Regions from separate parts of the Anser cygnoides genome. Here region 2 is linked to region 1. Evidence: chromatin contacts called from public Hi-C data. All regions are on one chromosome and are shown on one strand. Each heading gives the region's core, a stretch centred on a gene start, on an enhancer-like site or on the middle of the called end of the contact. The rest is flanking DNA. Distances are from core to core; before and after follow the strand shown.

What was found. Hi-C and Micro-C count contacts between places; a contact is called where the count stands out from the background.
Region 2: a contact with region 1 is called in a Hi-C map of liver, with 2.0 times the contacts expected there. The contact joins the promoter of AP3S2 here to the promoter of PDIA3 in region 1. A contact is called at or near these places in 2 of 7 Hi-C or Micro-C datasets (both in liver).

The regions. Positions count from the first base shown.
Region 1 is chr11:302,127-308,155 of Taihu_goose_T2T_genome, reverse strand. PDIA3 (protein disulfide isomerase family A member 3) reads right to left here and starts at 1,774. Exons shown (of 13, transcript XM_067003563.1): 1 at 1,541-1,774; 2 at 1,309-1,387; 3 at 201-318. The coding sequence starts at 1,701. LOC106048637 (creatine kinase U-type, mitochondrial) reads right to left here. Exons shown (of 9, transcript XM_067003564.1): 6 at 5,766-5,889; 7 at 5,444-5,578; 8 at 5,004-5,129; 9 at 4,503-4,752. The coding sequence ends at 4,636.
Region 2 is chr11:470,894-476,963 of Taihu_goose_T2T_genome, reverse strand. AP3S2 (adaptor related protein complex 3 subunit sigma 2) reads right to left here and starts at 2,205. Exons shown (of 6, transcript XM_067003750.1): 1 at 1,796-2,205; 2 at 1,417-1,508; 3 at 1,218-1,329. The coding sequence starts at 1,864. ZNF710 (zinc finger protein 710) reads left to right here and starts at 5,669. Exons shown (of 5, transcript XM_048046265.2): 1 at 5,669-6,070.

The sequences.
Region 1 (6,029 bases), core at 525-3,024:
TAGAAGAGCTTTAAGGGATCCTAAGCATCCAGGACTTTCACAGCACAAAGAGTTCTGGGAGGGGCAACGTGTACGTGTAGGTGGGATTCTTCTTTGTACCTCTCAATACATTTAACGTCCCCGATACAAGCCTATTCAGTGTGGGCCTGCCTTCCAGCACTGTTTCAGCAAGCGAGATGCTGAGACTAACAAGCTCTTACCCGCTGTCCTGGGCCCATCATAGGTTCCTGCCTCTTCTCCGTCTCGAAAAATCTTCAAGGTGGGATATCCACTGACTCCATACTTGTTACAGGTGTTTGAATTTGCTGTACAGTCAACCTAAAGGAATAGAAATATTGCTGCTCAGCGACCTAGCAACCCGTATACCCAAAGAAAAGCAGCTTTGCCATTACCCACACCGTCACACATAAATTGGAAGTTTGATGGCTGGAAAGCTCTCACATGCTTTTAACCAAGGCTGGATTCCTTCCACACAAAATGCAAGGATCTGAGAAGCATCTATTTGACTCACATGTAGAAGATTAGAACCCAGGCCTAGCACCCAACCAAGTGGTCCAATGGGGACTCATCACACAGATTACCACTGAGAAATCAATAACAGGGAAGGATGTAATGGGTGTAACAGCACAGATGTAATAAAAGACCCAGAAAAATATTTGAGGAAATACTGGAAAGATTAAATAGTTGTAGGTTTGACACGACTATATGCAAAAAAAAATCTGAGAAAGAGTAGATTATTGCAATCAATGACAGGCTCAACAAGAATTGACCATTCTTAGCACGTTACCAACCCTAACGGTTCCTGCCATGCCTGAAGCAAACAGGAGCCCATAGCACTTCCCACAAAGGAACAGGAAGACCCTCATTTAACAAAACTACGCAAGTTTTCTGGCAGAAAACTCTTGAAGAACGTCCCTTACTTTGTAAGTCACGGGACAACACCGTGACTACATCGCACGCTAATTCTTGGACTAGGACCACGCAGCTCACAGGAGGTTTCTTCCTCCCAGCCTGGGAGGGCCCTCCCCTCCCTCGGGCAGCGGCACACACCCTTTTCACACTCTGCAGGCCAACCGAACGGGCCGCAGCCCCCACAGGCTTCAGCTTCCCGACCGCTCCCTGGTGCTCGAGCCCACAAAGCGGAGCAGCCTGGCAGGGCTCCCAAGGGCCACGGAAGGCCAGGCGCGCGCACGGGCAGAGGCTACCGGAGGGCTGCGACACCGACGCCTTTATTTGACCGAAGTCTGTCCGGGAGCCTCCCGCAGGTCAGCGCCCCCCCGGCTCGAGCCGCCGCGGCCGAGCCCCCACCTTGACGAGCGGCACGATGCCCTTCAGCCGGGTCGCCGCCGACTCGTACTCCGGCGCCAGCCGCTTGCAGTGCCCGCACCTGGGGAGACGGAGGGGTTAGGCCCGCCGGGAAGCCCCAGCCCGCCCCAGCCCGCCCCGCCCCCGCCCCGGGCCCTCCTGCCCGCGCCAGGCGCCCCCCGGGCCCGGCCCGGCCCGGCCCGGCCCGGCCCCGCCGCCCCCCGCCGCCCCTCACCAGGGCGCGAAGAACTCCACGAGCACCAGCCCCGGGCGCTCGGCCAGGCCGCTCTCGAAATCGGCGTCGCTGAGCTCCACCACGTCGGAGGCGCGGCCGGGCCGGGCGGTGAGGGCGAGCAGCAGCAGCAGCGCGGCGGGCGGCGGCCGGGGCGCGGACATGGCGGCGGCGGCCGGGGCTGCGCTCCCTGCTCGGCGGCGGCGGCGGGGGAACAAGCGCCGGGGGCCGCGGGCCGGAAGTCCCGCCTCGCCAGCCGGATCTGCCGTGTGGCAGCTCCCGGTTGGGCGCCGTGCCGCGCGTCACGCGAGCCGCGGCCAATGGGCTACGGCGCGGGGCGGTTGGGGAGCCGCGGCGGCCCCGCCCCGGCCGCGGGGTCTCGGCGCCGGCAGGGCCCCAGCGGGGGCGGGGCCGGGGCCGCTCGCCCCGGTGCGGCCGCGCAGGGGAGCGGCCCCTGGGGTCGGGGCCCGCCGGGGCCGTGGCGTTGCTCCGGGGCCTCCCCGCCGCTGGAGCCTAGCGCGGCGCCCGCCCCGTCCCGCAGCGCCGGGCCCCGCCGCCACGCCCGGCTCTGAGCCGCCGCGAGCGCTTCGACCCTGCCGGGCCCCCGGTCGGGGACGCGGCCGTGCCCCGGCAGGGGTGGCGCTCGCGAGGGACTTCGCTCCTTTAACGGCCGTGGCCGCGGGAAGCGCTGCGGCGCGTTGAGGCCCCGGTGTTGTCGCCCAGTAGCCCCTGCCTGCGCCACCGAGGGCGGTGCTCCCGCCCGCCGCGCCGGGCAGGTGGCGGTGCCCCGCCGCAGGCTCCCGGCACGCCCACGGCAGGCGCGGTGCGAGGCGCCGGCAGCTCCGCTCCCGCCGGCGCCCATCCACCGCGACCCCCGGCCTCCCGGGGCAGCGCTCCCGGCACCGAGGCGCTCCCAGCCGGCCCCGGCTGCGGGCCTCTCCCAGCCCCGCGGCGCGCAGCGGTGATTCGTGCTGCTCAGCCGCTGGGCGGGAGCGCGGTCCTTGCTGCTGGGCCGCCTGCGGAGGTGCTCGGTGCCCCCGGCAGCCCTGAGCTGCGTGGGGAGCAGGGGGAGCGGGGCGCCGCCTGCCCCGTTACTGCGGGGCCGGCAGGAGGCGCCGCCGCCCTTGTCGCGGGCTCCACGGTACCGCTGGGCGCCGTGCGGCTCAGGGGGCCGGCGCCGAGCCCAGGAGGAGGTCGAGCCCCCTCGCCTCGGCCCCGCCTGCCCTCCCCGGCCCCGAGCGGGCCGGCCCCCGGCATCAATAACGCAGTAACGCAACGGCCCGGGCATTTTCTGCAGCGCGGGGGCGAGCGGGCAGCCCGGCCTCGGGTTACAGGCCCGGAGAGAAGGCTGCCGGAGTCGGCCCTGCGGCGCCAGGCGCTCCCCGACGGCAGGAACGGCGTGAGCGGGCCGGGGCCGGGCGGGCTGCGGCACGGCTCCGTCTCAGGGGGCTCCGGGGCCGCCTCTGTCGGGGGGAGGGCTGGGAGCTGCACGGAGGGCGAGAGTGGCCGGGCTGGAGCCGGGCACCGCGGGCAGCCCTGCGGCAGCCAGGCCTCGCCCGCCGGTCCCTCCTTCGCTCAGCTCGGGGCAGCCCCGACAGTCCCGGTGCAAGGTGAGCCCGGGCCGGTCTCGTCCCGCCCAGGCGCAGGTAGCGGTCGGGTCGCAGGAAGGGATCGAGTGATCTCCAGCGGCTGCTTCTGCCCCCGCTTCGTGTCTCCCGGCTCGTCCGCACGGCGCGGCCGAGCCCCCGCCCCCGCCGGCTCCCGGCGCGGAGGCTGCCGCGGGGCACGGGGATGGCGGCTTCCCGTCCCGGCGTCGCGCTGGGGCTGCTGCTGCTGCGGGCCCCCGGCGCCGGTGGGTGAGCGCAGACCGCGCCGAGACGGGGCCGTGCCCGGGACCCGTCCCGCACCTTCGACCCGTGTCCCGCGTGGGAGCCCATCCCCTGGTGCTGGGCGTGAGGGGCCGGGCTGACCCCACGCGCGGGGCTTTGTGTGCGGGCAGCTCTGGGAACGTGCGTGGTGGCGGGGCGGGGCGGGGGACGGGGCACGAGGCCGGCACGGACACGGTCCCACGCGCAGATCCGCGCGGGGGCCGCGACCTCCGGGCAAGGCTGCAACCCAGCCGGACAGCTCGGCCCTGCCTGCCCTGCAGGAGCTGTCCCGGGACGGAACGGCTCCGTGCCCCGAGACCTCGCGGCCGTCTCGAAGTCCCGGGCCCGGCCGCTATCGCAGCGCGCCGTCCCCGTCGTCCCACGAGCCGGAGCGCGGCAGCACGGGGAGGCGCCGGGCCCCGGGCAGAGCCCGCCGGAGGCCGCGGGGGTCCCGCGGGTGGCGAGCTCCGGGACTGCCGCGGCCCGCTCTCTGCCCAGAGCCGTGTGCGCGTGCATGTGTGCAGGTCTGCGTGTGTGCGAGCACTGTGACGGGCTCAGAGCAGCAGCAGGGATGTGAGCCCTTTCCACGGAGTGCCAGGACTGACACGCTCTGCTCTGAAAGCACTTTCTTTCCTGCAGGCAGGAACAGAGCCGGGCTCCGCTCTGGTTTCACCTTGGTTCTCCTCCTCTGCCTGCCCCAGAGCTTTCTGTGAGCATCCCTCTAATAAAGTGGCGATGGGAACCCAGCTCTGCCTGCAGTGACACAAGAGTTGCTTTTTGCAGCTCATCCTGTCCCAGCAGTTCTTGGCAGCCTGCTTCCTCCCAGCTCCCGTCCCACATGCAGCCCCTCGCAGCCCCCAGACCAGGGCAGCCCCAGAGGCCCCTCAGGCTTGTTCCCTAGGGCAGCAGTGGCACAGGGAAAGCTCAAGGAAGGTGAAGCTCCTTCAAGAAGGTGACGCTTCTTGAGGGAAGCTCAAGACAGGTGCAAGAAACATAGATTTGTCCAGGTGCCTCTCTGCAGGCACAAGGCTGGGTGGGGCGGTCGGCAGGGCTGGGTGTGCTGTGGGGCTCGAGTAAGGAGCAGACTGAGACATAGCTACAGCAGCGCACATTTATGGGGTCGGGCCTGGCGCGTCGTGGGTAACAACGCAGCGACATGCTGGGCACAGCGATGGCGTAAGCTACAGCGGGAAGCTGGGTCCTGCAGGGCTGGCGCTGCCGTGGTCCAGCTCAGTGCCGGAACTGCGGGACCGGGGAGGGGATGCGGATGTCCTGCCCCTTCTCCAGGCGCCGCTCACAGTCGATCAGGTAGTTCACGCCATCTATCACCAGCTGCACCAGCTCCACCTGCACCGGGGGCACACACACACATCCTGACTCAGGGGCTGTCCTGGCCCCAGCCAGGCCTCTGCTGAGCCATGCCAGCAAGGGTCCCGGCCACCGCGCTGCATGAAGGGCACATGCTGCCACCTCTAGGAGAGTGGTACAGCCCGCAGACCTCATGTGCCAGCCCCAGCACACAGACCCAGAGCTGAGGGCCTGTTGTGCACACATGTTCCAAACCACCTGCTGCAAAAGCATCTCTGTCCAGCACCCACCTCTGACTTCCCCAGCCGGTCCAGGTTGGAGATGTCGAAGACATTGCCAGTAGCTGCGGTGTCTACACCACCTGTCCCACGCTTCTGTAGCCGGAGGTTCTCCAGGATCTTGGGGAAGCGGTTGTCCTAGTGCCCAGAGAACACGTCAGTGCTCAGTGCAACCATCAGCAAGGCAGCCAGGCCACTGCAGCCGACTGCTCCCCAGGGCAGCCCTCCCACACCTTGCACAGCCCCGTCTGTGGGCCCTGCCCTGAGCAGACCCAGCTCAACACGCGGGTCCGGCCCCTTGTATGCTTCACTGCACTGGTGAGCCTGAATGAGGTCCAGGGCTGGTCCCATGCAGTCCTGCGCCTCCCCACGAGGCTGGGCTCCCTGTGCTGGCAGCTGAGGCTCGCCACAGCCCTGGGCTCGCTCCCCACAAAACGAGCCGTGGTAACTACCTTGCTGAGCAGCGGCAGCTTGATGTGGACGCCTGCTCGCAGCCCGGTGCCCAGGTTGGAGGGGCAGGTAAGGATGTATCCCAGCCTCTCATTCCACATGAACTCCCAGCCTCGCTCCTGGATTAGCCGCTCCACCTGGGTTAGAAGTGCAAAAAGCAATTCAGCCTCCAACTGCACAATGCACTGCCCTCAGCAAGGCACTCCTGCCACTTGGGTGCTGCCCAGCCCTGGGACAGTACAGGACACAAACCCTGCAATGGCCTTGCGTGCCCCTGTCCACCTGTCTGTGGGTCTGGCACGGCAACGGCCGGTGGGTGCTCACCTCCTTCAGGCCCCGGCAGAACCGCTCAAAGACGCGCTTCATGTTGCCACCCTTCTCCATGGAGATGATGCGTGTGTGGTCCTCCTCATTGATCCAGATCAGGAAGGTCTTCTCGTTGTTGTGCCTAGGGACAGGGCAGCATTTGGCGGTGCTGGCAGCCAGCAGAGCCCCCGTGCACGCACAGCTGCCTGTGCCAGCCCCAGCAGTGCCCTGCTTCCACCACCCCCCCCCCCAGCCCCGGTGCCCATGCTGCCCCTGGATCCA
Region 2 (6,070 bases), core at 956-3,455, 170 kb before region 1:
CAGGGGTGGCACAGAGCAGGCTGGGCAGACCTGCGTGGGGTGCAGCCAGACAAGGAAAACGCCTTTTACAGGGGCACTGCCTGATGGTGCTGGGACAACAAAAGGCAGTCTTCCCCCGAAGAGATTTTTGTACCCGGCTGCTATTGTCTTCTGCTGTTCCTGGTACTGCCCCTGGCACCCAGAACATCCAGGTGCAGGGATCTGACCCAGGGCCAAGCTCAAAGGGCCTGGCACAAGGACAACTGCACCGAAATGCAGAACTTGGCCTTTCTGGGGGAGAAACCCAGGTGTTGGTGCCTGGATCCACTGCAGCCACGGGCACCAGCTGGGACAAGGGCTGGTCACCGTGCCCGGGGCAGGCCTGCAGCCGGCTGGAACTGCCTGAAAGGGGCTGAGCTCTGGGAACTGCGCAGCCACAACAGCTGATCCGGGCACAGCACGCATCCTCCCACAGCCTGCTGCGCCAGCACTCTCAGTGTGCCTCTGCTGGATTTAGCAAAGGTCACGTTGGAAGTCTACGCAGGTTTTGAACACGATTTAAAAAAAGGAATAATACGTTCATTGAGGTGCACTTCCCTGGTGTTTCCCCACAGGCGAGTTCCAAGCCGTGTGTCAGCCAACACGTGCAGCACCTGGCTGCGTTCACAGAGCAGCTTCTGTCACTTCCATGCACAGACGTGTTTCAGACGTGTAAGTGCCACGGGGATGCTGAGGAGGCCGGGCCGGCCAGCAGGGACCGCACATGGGGGAAGGCACCCCCCTCCGGGCCCAGCAGAGTGCTGGTGCTGCTACAGAGTCACAGGCCGAGGGCACAGACACCCGGTGCTGGTGTCACTGCGCTGGCACCGGGCTCCCTGTGGACCTGGGCACTGCTGTCCTGCCAGCACCAGCACCCCAACTCAGGGTCCAGGGGTGTCCCCAGCACTGCCACAGCTGCACCCCGTGCGGGCACAGCACTGCCCTGGGACGCAGCCATTGTGCACAGCATCCAGCCCCATCACGCCTGCAGCACCCAGCCCAGGAGGAAGGGTCTGGGCACGACTCATGGCAGGGAACACCATCCCACGCTGTCCCCGCTGCTGGCAGCACCCGCTGCCCATCACAGCATCTCCAGCTGCTCCGGGCAAGGGTCTCTGCCCAGGCACCCGGGGGCTGAGCAGCCGCACCCGCGCTCACGGCGGCCACCCCCTGGCAGCGGGGTCCCCCCGCAGACGGACCTGGATGAGGTCCAGGATGCCCAGCTCGCTCTCGGAGGAGTCCACGCAGAACACGAAGTACAGCGTGGCGTAGTGCCGGTAGATCAGCTTGTAGTCGGCGCCACCGAACAGGCTGCGGAGACACGGGCAAGGGGCTGCAGGTGCGGGGCCGGGGCTGAGCCCCCCAGGGCCGCCCCCTCGCCACGGGGCAGGCGGTTACCTGCCGCACTCGAGGAAGTTGCAGATGTGCTCATCCCGCTTGAGCACGAGGTGGAAGGTCTCCCGGATGAGCTGCTGCTGGACCTCCTCCGCCTGCGGGGAGCCGAGGGCAGGCGGCCATGGAACGGCGGCCCGGGGAGACGCGGAGCGCCCGCGCTGCTCGGGGCCGGCGGGGCCGGGAGGGCCGGGAGGGCCGGGAGGGCACGGAGCCCGGAGCTCGGAGCCCGGAGCCCGGAGCCCGGAGCCCCGCCGCCGCCCGGACCCCCCGCGGGCCCGGGCCCTGCCGTGGGGCTGCGCACCCAGCGCTCCCCGCCCGCCCCCGCCGCCCCGGGCCCCCAGCCCCAGCCGAGCCCCGCTGCCCCCCGCCCCCGGCCCCGCACCAGGTGCTGGTAGAAGCGGACGAGCCGCGGCTTGCCGTGGTTGTTGAACACCAGGACGGCGTTGATCATCCCGGCGGCTGCCCCGGGACGCGCCGGAAGCAGAACGGGGCCGGCGGCGGCCGCGGCCCCCCCGCAGGAAGCCCCCGGAAACGCGGCGGCGGGGCGGCTCCGGGCCCGGCGGTCAGAGCCCCGGGGTCCCCGCGCCCCCGCCCCGGGGGGGCTCAGCGGGAACCCGCGGACCCCCCCGCGGCACGGGCCGCGAGCGCAGCCGCTCCCCCTGGCCGCGAGCTGGGCCCCTGCGGCCGGCCCAGGGCTGGCGCGGCGCGGCCCGGCACGGTCCCACACGGCCCGGCACGAGCCGGTCCGGTACGGCCCGGTACGGCCCGGTACGGCCCGGTACGGCCGCGGGCCCCGCAGCTGCTCCCGTCCGCGCCGCCAGGGGGCGCCACCGCCACGGGGCTGCGGCGACCGGGCGGGGCGGGGGCGCCTGGGCGGGGCCGTGCGGCTGGCCACGCCCTTCGGGGGGGGGGGTCGTGGGCGGGGCCCCGGCTCGCCCCGCCCCCCGCTACCGCGGGGTACCGGCACCCAGGTGCGCGGGAAGGCGGCCGCCGGCTGCGACCCCCCCGTGCTGAGCGACTTTGAGACCGGTGAAGGAACACGGCCCGTCGGGTCACGGGGAGGAACCAGCCCCCGGCAGTGCCAGCTGCCCGAGCGCCTTCCCCACCAGAAAATCAGAGGGAGACAAAGGGCACGGGGCCGGGATTAACAGACAGGGATGGCACGGCGGTCACGGCTGGAGGGACATCAAGGGCTGCGAGAAGGATTCAGTGCACTGTGCGATGGAAGAAAGAGGGAACGTAAAGATCATTGCTTGGTGGGAAAAGGGGAATAAAATAACCTTGGGTACAGAGAAGCCATCTTTGCTACAGCCTTCATACAAAAACCTCGTTTGTGACCAGGATTTAACGCTGCTGATTTGAAGAGGGGCAAGATGGCAAAGATCCAGGAGAAAGGACACCAGGCTCTGCAGGAGGGGCCACCTGCACCCATGGGTGCAGACCTGCCCCAGCACTGTGCCTGTCACCAGAGTGACACCAGAGTGAAACACCGAAACCGCGGCATGCATGCCCCATAGGGCATGGTGGTGAAAGGAACAACCCATGCCCATTTCACCAGAGAAAACCACATCAATGGCCACTGGCTTGTAATGGCTTCAAACTAAAAGAGAGGAGATTTACATTAGATATAGGGAAGAAATTCTTCACTCAGAGGGCGGTGAGGCACAGGCACAGGCTGCCCAGAGGAGCTGTGGGGGCCCCATCCCTGGCAGTGCCCAAGGCCAGACTGGATGGCGCTGGGGGCAGCCTGGGCTGGGGGCAGGGGGCCCTACCCATGGCAGGGGGGTGGAATTAGATATTTTTTTAGGTCCTTTCCAACCCAAACCATTCTGTGATTCCACGATTCTAACACCTTCCTACAAGGATCACATCGGTGAGTGTTGATTGGCTGAGGCTGCTATCGGCAGCCTCACGGGTGGGAGGATACGCGCTGTGATTGGTTGAGGCACAGAGGCTGCCGCAAGCACCGTGTCTGTGAGCTTGGACTGGCTGGTGCGTCAAATGTGATGCAAGGATCATGGCCCTGAATTGTGACTGCCTGAACCTGCAACACTGCTGAAGAATCAGGTCTGCAAGACACCGCTGGCTGAGGCTGTGAGGCTGCTGCAAGGATCATGTCCACCGGTCTTGATTGGCTGAGGCTTCAAGGCTGCTGAAGAATCGTGTCTGCAGATTTTGAGTGGCTGGGGCTGTGAGGCTGCTGTAAGGATCACGTTCGCACGTTCTGATGGGTTGATGCGGTGGCGGTGCTGTAAGTACCATGTCCATAAGGTGCCATGGTCTGAGGCTGTGAAGAAGCTGCAAAAATCATGTCCACCAGTTCTGACGGCTGCGGCTGTGAGCCTGCTGAAGAACCGTGTCTGTGCTTTTTGACTGGCTGAGCCTGCCAGGCTGCCACAAGCTTCATGTCCACAGGTGTTGGTTGGCCGAGGCTACCAGGCTGCTGCAAGGATCGTGAGCGTGTATTGTGATGATCTGAGGTTAGCATCTTCCTACAAGGATCATATCCGCGGCTTCTGATTGGATGAGGCTGCTATTCCCTACACACGTTGTGTCCTTGAGTTACGATGGGCTGAGGCTGCAGGCCTGCTGAACAACCATACCCACACTTTTTCATCAGCTCGGGCTTTGAGACCGCTCCAGGGATCATGTCTACACAGTTTGGTTGATGTGGAGAGTCTGCTGCAAGCACCATGTCTGCAAGACTACGTTGTCTGAGCATGAGGAGCTGCCGCAGGAATCATGTCCTCAAGTTGTGATTGGCTGAGGCTGCAAGGCTACAGCGAGCATCAGGACTGCAAGTGTTGATTGGCTGAACCTGCAAGGCAGATGACAAGTCGCGTGTGCACATTCGGATTGGCTGAGGCTGTGAGGCTGCTGACAGGATCACGGCCGTGCGTTGTGATTGGCTGAGGCTGCTATCCTCCTTACACAGTTCAAGTCCCTGAGTTCTGATTGGCTGGGGCTGCAAGCCTGCTGAGGAATGTAGCCGTACTTTTTTATTGGCTTAGGTCGCAAGGCCACTGCGTGGATTGTGTCTGCAGATTTTGGTTGGTTGATGCGGGGAGGTCTCTGTAAGCACCATGTCTGCAAGTTTTGACTGACTGAGGCTGTGAAGGTGCTGCAAGCATCATGTCCACTGCTTTTGAATGGATGAAGCTGCTAGGCTGCTGCAAGGATCGTATCTGGGAGTTTTGATCAGCTGAGGCTGTGAGCCTGCAGAAGAATTGTGTCCGCACTTTTCAATTGTCTGAGCCTGTGAGGCTGCTGCAAGCATCATGTGCACCAATTCTTACTGACTGATGCAGTGAACCTGAAACAAGAATCATATCCATGAGTTTTGATTGGCTGAGCTTCCGAGGCTGCTGAAGAATCATGCCCACAAAACACCATGGGCTGAGGCTGTAAGGCTGCTGCAAGGATCATGTCCGCTCGTTGTGATTGGCTGAGGCTGTGAGCCTGCAGAAGAATCACGTTCACGCTTTTTCATTGGCTGAGGCTTCAAGGCTGCTGGAGAATCCCATCTGCACGTTGTGGTCGGCGCAGAATGTCAGGCTGCGGCAAGGATCGTGTCTGCACGTTCTGATTGGTTGAGGCTGCAAGCCTGCTGAAGAGCCGAGTTCGTGCTGTTTGATTGGCTGAGCCTGCCGAGCTGCCCCGAGCATCATGTCCGCAAGCTGTGATTGGCTGAGGCTGCTCTCCTCACCCCCTGGTCATGCCCCCGAGTTCTGATTGGCTGAGCCTGAGAGGCTGCTGAAGAATTGTGTCTGCGGATTTGGATTGGCTGAGGCTCCAAGGGCACTGCAAGCACCGTGTCCACGCGTTGTGGTTACCTGGGGCTGTGGGTCTGCTGACATCATCGTTTTGTTCGAGACGCCATTATCTGAGGCTGCGGAGGTGCTGCAAGCATCATGTCTGCGGGTTTTGATTGGCTGAGGCTGGGAGGGTTGTGGCTGCTTTCTTCCTCCAGGGGCCATGGCCTTGAGCCGTGGCTGGCTGAGGTGTGAGCCCGCTGGAGAGCCATGTCGACACGTTTGGACTGGCTGAGCCTGGGAGCAAGGCAAGGCTCACGTCTGCACAAGGTGATTGGCTGAGGCTGCTCAGCCACCCCAGGCATTGTGGCAGCCAGCTGTGATTGGCTGACAGCACGAGCCTCCTGTGAGCTTCGTGTCCGCATGCTTTGACTGGCTGTGGCTGCGAGGCTGCCACACGGATAATGGCTGCTAGTTTTGATTGGCTGAGGCTTCTGGGCTGCCCGAAGGATCGTGTCTGCATGTTTTGATTGGCTGAGGCTGCAAAGCTAGTGCAAAGGTCACATCTGCCCGATTTGATTGGCTGAGATGGGCAGGTTGCTGCAAGGATCACAACCGCAAGATTTGATTGGCTGATGCAGAGAGGCTGATACGGGATCATATCCGCACGTTTTGATTGGCTGTGGCTACGGGCCTGATGACGAATCATATCTGCGCGTTTTGATTGGCTGAGGCTGCGAGGCTCCTGCAAGGCTCATGGCTGCGGTTTGCCATTGGCTGAGGCATCGCCGCCGTGCGCTGGGGTGCCAAGGCCAGAGTGCTATGTCCGAGGGACAGCAGGAGTGCCCCCCGCCAGCAGAGCCCAGCAGCTGCCCCCCATGAGGTCAGAGCCAGCTCCAGACATC